Regions from separate parts of the Mus musculus genome. Here region 2 is linked to region 1. The links are chromatin contacts, called in public promoter capture Hi-C maps. All regions are on one chromosome and are shown on one strand. The core of a region is the stretch at or near the end of the contact, and the rest is flanking DNA. Distances in the headings are between cores, read along the strand shown.

Region 1 (3,533 bases), core at 746-3,245:
TTAGATTAAGTTAGAAATTTTATAATTTTATTAATACTGACATAGTAACCACTGTTGGCCTTCTATGGCTCACAAGATAAAATAAGCAAAACATAACAAAATAACCTAAAAAAATGTCATGTTCTTCTCTGAATTAGTATAAAAGCTTTCTTGGCCCATCTCTACTCAGGCTAAGGACTTTAAAGTCATTTACAGAAAACAATAAGAAAAACTGCCTAAATATAGTAGCTTTTCCTTAGAGCAGATGAGTTTTTAAAATTAATTTTCAAAGCTAAATTCATCTGTAGATTTCTATATGTGATGCAAGAGGCCATTGGTCTTGCGAAGATCTTATGCCCCAGTACAGGGGAATGTCAGGGCCAGGAAAGGGGAATGGGTGTGTTGGGGAGCAGCGTGGGGGGAGGGTATAGGGAGGATTTGGGGATAGCATTTGAAATGTAAATAAAGAAAATATCTAATAAAAATAGTGTGATTTTAGAATTCTGATATAACATTTTAATTATAAAATTAAAGAGAATGAAGTTTTTAAAAGGCAACTAAAAATACTATTTCCCCAGAAGTGTTTATGCTTCTTTAGCAATCTATTAAAAATCAACACAAGGAGATACCAGATCAACATAAATTAAAAAAAAATCCAACTAGTCTTTATATACACATTTGTAGACCTCACTTTAAAAAAGAAACTTTCCTTTTATGGGTATCTTTTGAAATAGATTATTAGTTAATTTCAATTTAGAAAAGTTTCCAAGAACTCTTAATGTGCTAAAACTACCACTTGTTACATTAACCCATAAATAATCCACTAAAGCAAGTTTCCCAAATTTTCTTGAATTGACAAGTTTTCAGAGTTACTGAAGTTCGTCAGACAGCCTCAGATTTCTGTCTTCCAACATAAAACTATAACCATGGCATGGCACATTCTGGTTGCTGCAGCACCTTGCAGAATAAAGGAATACTTACAGGTTTCAGTCACTACTGTTGCAGTGTTAAGTTCTCCCCGTTCAAAATAATGATAAGAGAACACAGGAACCAGCAAATGTATAGAATATTTTCATCATTTTTTAGTTCAAGTTTTTAAATCCTCATAAATTCCCTTGCATCTAACTAGTTTTGTGATCATTGTAACCTAGAAATGATATGATAGTGATAAATTTGGCAATTATAATATCATATTATTAAATTGAATACTTCATATTTCTTAAACAATGGGTGCGTATTTCTTAGTATTCTTTGGAGGATAGTTTGTTCTGAGTAAGTTAGAAATATATCTTCAAATCTATGTTAAAGACATTTATATAAAATAAATGATGACATGTGATTGATATATGATCTAACTTTTTAGTGTATTTTGTGTATTCTAATTCATTTTTAATAACATAGACTTTGCTCCTATGAATACTTGCATACAAATGTGGATACATCGGTAAGAGAACAAGAAAGAATTTTTATGATCTCCTTAATATACAACAATCTTTTCTCAGGTTAGTATTGCCCTTATAACATTTCTTTTTAAAAGCTTTCTTGGTACAGCCATTTCAAAGGGACAAAGTAATCTATGCAAATACGTCTTGCCCATTGGTGGAATAACATTCTAGGTTATAGACACCCATATACTTAAAAGCTTAGAAATAACAGCAAAAATGTGTTTAGAAACAGCCCCAGCTTCCACGCAGGGGGAATCCTCATACATGTTGAGTTCTAACTATGCCTTATAATACTCAGGTGTGTGGCTGCAAAACTCCTGGGATTAGCTCCTCAGGCATCATGGCTTGCACAGCACTGTAGGAGGCTCAGAGTCCTAGTCTGCGACCTTAGAGTGCTGGTCACCAACGTGAAGCCAACTCATTCAAATATCATCCTCTTTGATTGGGCGCTGAGCAAAGTCTCCTACACTGCAACCCCACTTGAGCCTTACCTGAAGGAGACAGCAGTTGCAGCTCTGGACAACCGCAGGTGCTGAAGCAGGACCGGCCAAAGGGACCGCCCTGGCCCGCGCACCCGCCACGCCCTCCTCGCCGCCCACTCAGCTCTCAGGGGCGGGGCGGCCCTGAACATCCCTGAGCCAGAGTCGGGTTCCGCCCACCCTTCACAGTGCAGGTTGGGGAGGACAGCACTCTGGATCCCGCCCCAGAATTGCACGTGACAAGCACCCTAGTATCTGATTGGAGCACATGGGACAGGGAGGCGGAAGTCCCTGGTGACCCCTGGAAACAGGGCCCGGAGAGTTGGTTACCTAGCAACGCGGCTGCTGTGCAGAAGATGTGATTCCTAAGCTTTGAGTCAAAGCTTCAAGCTAAGCATGTACATTATTTTAAAAGGTGGAGCAGAAGGAATACGTCCCACTAGCGTTGTCACTGCCTAATTTGCTACATCGAAGCTGTACCTTATATAAAAATGAATCGAATGTACAAGAAATAAATCACCTGGTTTCTACATTAGTCTTGAAGCATTGCTTGGAATGTGAGTCTAGAGTGCTCGCTGTCCTGCACGTCTTAATATTTCATTGGTTCAAGTAGCCGCATGAACCACATCTGTGAATGAAATTGTTTTGATTAGTCCAGCTGCAAGCAATTAATAAAACTGTCCATAACATGAGCAAAACATATTTGCCCCGTGGACACTGGTGGAAAGCATATGCTAGTGTCATGTAATTAGGGTTTATATTTCTGAAGTAGCTTCTTTAATTTGGTCCTTTAGTCAATACATTAGAGGAAATTGGCCTTCGTATACTTGAAACTGACCATTAAAAGCACAGTATGCACTCCAAAGGGAGTAAGCAGATGTTCAGAATCAATGTTCTGAGAGACCATGATACAATACAAGGAACATGGATACAAGTTGCCCCAAATAGTGTGTTCCACCGTGGAAGTAGTTAACAAACTATTGTCATAATACATCAGGTAAGCAAGATACATAAACCTGGGAAATCTGCTAGATGCTGTCTAAGGACAATCCTTAGCCTGTGGTTAGTAGAACAGTCTGCCAAGTTAATATATTTGAAAAGCTTTGCCATAATAGTGAAAGGCATGTTATATCAGATACAGAACAATAAACAACTATTACAGGGAGTAAGGTAGTCCCAAATAATTTTGGCGATGGACTTTTGGCCAACTCTCTACAAACAAAATTAGTCTGTAGACTCTTCTACATAACCGTGAATTTTTTTTTCAGAGAAATTCATCCCACAAAGTGTAGTTCATTTATGATATTTGGAGCTTCAATCATAGGCCAAGTTCTGAACAATCATCTACCCTTACAAGAGAAAATCTCTGGAAATATTTCCTATTCACCTTCACAATGCATACTGCTACTGTTTTCTTCCAACATATTCTCTAGAGGCTCTGTTTCCTTAGAATCACTTATGCTATATTTGTAAATCAAAATTTACTTAAAACTAACTCTCCTTATGGAAAATAAATTTGTTAAAAGCTAAGACGATTTCTTACAACTGTTTGCCCTATCCCATGTTGAAATGACTAACAGTAGCAGGTCTCCAATAAATGTTTGGTGAACGAATGAATGGAAATTAAACA
Region 2 (3,533 bases), core at 575-3,074, 2.8 Mb after region 1:
GCATTATATTACTCGTAGGTACATGCTTTCTGATTGATCTGTTAGATAGTGAAATTCTACAGGTACAAAGTATGCATTTCTTTACAAATGCAACATTGAATTCATATCCTATGTTTAAATTTGAACCCTAAGGTTTCTTTTTAAGGATTAAGCGAATATATTTCTCTGTATTTTGTGTTTTCAATTAAAGCAAATTATTCATGTTCTCTTGCAAAGTTTCTCATGGACCCTACTGAGAAACCTGCCTAAACAGAATCACAAATAAACTTTTCAAAAAAATTAATTACTCGGGGATTTGAGAGCTGTATATACAGTGGACTAGGAAATACTGAGCTGATTGACACTCTCCCCCCCCCCCCTTTTAAGGCTACAATTAAAGGCCGAATGAACAGGCTTTTAAATTGACTTCTAAGCTAAGGGTAAGTTAAAAATATACAGGATGTCTGGAGGTTCTGTATCTTGTTCTTCCTTTGCCATCAGTCAGAGCTCTGAAAAGTAGCAATGGAATTCTCTGAAACCTCATAGCTGGCCAAAACAGCAGACGTGCATAAAGACAGAAAAAGAAATCCCGATGGCTGCCGAGAGGGCTGTAAAACCGCAGAGGCTTATTTGCAGCCTTGGTTCGGAGCAGCTGCCCGAAGAGCTGACACCGCAAACAACGTTTACAATCATCTATCTCCCTGTAAGGCAACTGGTGAGCTCAGCTTGCTTGTCTGTGTTCAAGAGAAAGAGAACAACGAGGAGGAAAGAAAAAAAGAAAAGACAAAAAGGAAAAAAAGAGAGAGAGAGAGAATTGTGGGGTCCAGCCAGACTCTACTTTCCCTAGAGGAGCGAAGCTGCTCCCTAGGGCAGACACCGGCTCTGGCAGCAAAACAAAGGCGCCTCCATTCCAGAAGGGACTGCCCGGCTGCGAGAAAACTACTCCGGGCCCTCGGTGCTGCGGTCCCCTTTGTTTCGTTTCCAGATCGCAGCAAAGGAGGAAGAGGGAAGCCTGGCGTGGGAGACACGCGAGGCAGCGGGAGTCCGGGCGAGGGGCGGAGGAGCCCCGCACCACTGCGCGAGCGCGCGCTGGGGAAGGTGGCCGGAGTTGCAGGGACTTTGTTTCAATCAGAGAACCACTAATCCCACCTGCAACCCAATCCCCGAGACTCGTGAACCCCGCCAACCATCCGGCGAGGCACGCAGGATAGGGCAGGGCGGTCCCTGGGCCACTTACACTCTTATCCAGCTCGATCTTCACCTTCTTCTGAGAGATGCTCTTCTGGATCCTTTTGCTGAAGCTGGCGTTGCCTGCCGCGCGCCCGCACCGCTCACCGTCCTCCCGCAAACAACAGAGTTGCCCAGGGCCGGGACCGGCCGCTCCAGGTGGCCCAGAAGCTGACACTGCACCGGCACCGGGTACCTCTGCCCCACCGCCGGCTGCGTTCCCATTCCCCGCCGAGGCGGCGGCAGCCGCAGCAGCGACCACCGCGGCCACGGCGGCGGCCGCGTCCCCGCCTCGGCTCATCTCCTCCGGAGTGAAGCCGTTCATGTCTGCCAGTTCGGGGGCGCCGGCGCCGCTACAGAGCCCCGCTCGCCGCGCCGCTCCGCCTCCTTCCCCTGGGCGGCCGTTCACTCCGCACCCCAAGTCTGGTGGCGGCACGGTCCGACGCCCAGAGTCCAGGGCCGGCCGGTCTGTCGGTGCTGGAATAGCTACCAGGTCCTGTGACTGTGATCAGGAGTGAAGTGGCGCCTAGAAAGGAGACCCCACTCACTGTCACATGGAGACTTCAGCAGTTGGACCGCAGCTCCTCCGCCTCCTTCTCAACCCCAGAACCTGCGCGAGGGAGACGCCCCTCCTCTGGCCCCGCCCCACACCTGCCGCGCGGCCCCACGGGAATGGTAGTTCTTGATCGAGGAGCTAACTTGCGCTCTGTTCTGATTACGTGCGGGACCAGCGGGACAAACTACTCATCCCAGCATGCGTCGCGTGGCGAGCCACCCCTAGTTTTTTTTTTTTTCCATTCCAAGCACCGGGCAAGTCTGACTGTGAGGTCAGGCTTTTACCGTGTTTTCTCGCCTCTATTCTCTCCTGCGAGCAAGGGCTGGTTTTAGCTCCTCTTGTTTCGCAAAGTTAGTGTTCAGACCGCCAGCTGACTCCTGGGAAGAAGCATTAATGGTGTGTGTGTGTGGGGGGGTGGGGGGTGGGGGGGGGTAGTAAGAATTAAGTGAGAAAAAGTTTACGGGCTGTTTGGTATTTATTGAAAGAAAACTCGGGATACCTAGCGCTCTTTAGGCGGAGAGTCCTTCATCTCCATCTCCATACCGCAGCTGACTTCTAGAGCGTGGCAGGTCCTTGGCATACTCGTGTGCCGACGGGTTGGCAGGCATCGGGCTGCTTGTCGCCTCTACTGCCACTTGGATTCCTTTCAAACGGATCTAAGAGGGTTTAAGACCATTTAAAGGAAGCACACTAGTATCACGTCTGCAGACTACTCATCAAAACTTAGCCCTGGCTGTAGGGGACGAGGATCGAGAAACCTCTTTTCTTGAGTCATATGCATGCGTACATGTGTGCTTGTGTGTGCCGCGGGTGTGTGTGTGGGGGGGGGGGGGGTTGCGCGCGTGCGCGCCTGGGTACGTGTTTGTGCTCGCGTAATGTGTATTTTTGCCTGTGCCTGTGGTGGGCGGGGTGGAAGAATGGGCGTGGCCATGCCAACCCTGAACCTCTGATAATTATTAGACTTAAGCTTAAGCAAAAATAATTTATTTCAAGTGGAAGAGTTTTGAGAAAGCCTGTTTTAGATTCAACCAATTCAGTGACGATTATATATATATATATATATAATCGTCACAGAGGTCATGAAAAACTTAGGCCCAAGCTTTCACACCTTTAATCCAAAGAGACAAAGCCAAGCAGATTTCATTGTTCAAGACCAGCTTGGAACAGAGCAAGTTCCAAATAGAGAAAAGTTTAAATCCAGTCATGGTAGAACATGCCTTTAATGCCAGCATTAATGATACAGAGCCACACATATCTCTGAGTTCAAGGTCAATATTCAGAGCAAGTTCCAGGACAGCTAAGCTTAGGCTGGGAAGGAGTTGGAAAACATAAAGTTGGTAATAGAATAAGAAGGGGCCACATTCCAGCCTCAGCAAGTAGCAGAACTCAGGTGCTCCGGCTATGTGGCTGGCTTTAGAGTCAAGAATAGAAGGCACCACTAGGACAATTGATGCTGGCTAGCTGGAGCTAAGAAATTAGCAGTGATTACGAAGAGATCAATACCACAGAGGTGAAATCGTCTGGGAGTTGTTTTCTGAAGGCAAAAGAAGCTGTGTTTCCGAGATACCCAAGTTTGTACCCTGTACTGCAGCTGTACTTGGTAATGTATAAGTGTCACCCAAGTGGTAGTGGTTTTGAAGGTATGAAGGGGTCATGAAGAGCAGCTGTGAGAGGCCAGGGAAGACCATTGGTGAAAGTGCAGCCTCAGTTGTTGATGGGTTAGGACTGAAGAGGTTATGCAAAGGATTTGAGGCGTGGCACCATGAAGAGA

The links. Promoter capture Hi-C pulls out the DNA fragments that hold promoters and counts their contacts.
Region 2: a contact with region 1 is called in a promoter capture Hi-C map of hippocampal neurons, with 2.4 times the contacts expected there. The contact joins the promoter of Sap30 here to the promoter of Wdr17 in region 1. A contact is called at or near these places in 2 of 39 promoter capture datasets (cranial neural crest and hippocampal neurons).

The regions. Positions count from the first base shown.
Region 1 is chr8:54,722,373-54,725,905 of GRCm38.p6, forward strand. It overlaps Wdr17 (WD repeat domain 17), which reads right to left and starts at 1,996. Exons shown (of 30, transcript NM_001372370.1): 1 at 1,916-1,996.
Region 2 is chr8:57,486,036-57,489,568 of GRCm38.p6, forward strand. It overlaps Sap30 (sin3 associated polypeptide), which reads right to left and starts at 1,825. Exons shown (of 4, transcript NM_021788.2): 1 at 1,217-1,825. The coding sequence starts at 1,531. 2500002B13Rik (RIKEN cDNA 2500002B13 gene) reads left to right here and starts at 1,928. Exons shown (of 4, transcript NR_126553.1): 1 at 1,928-2,158.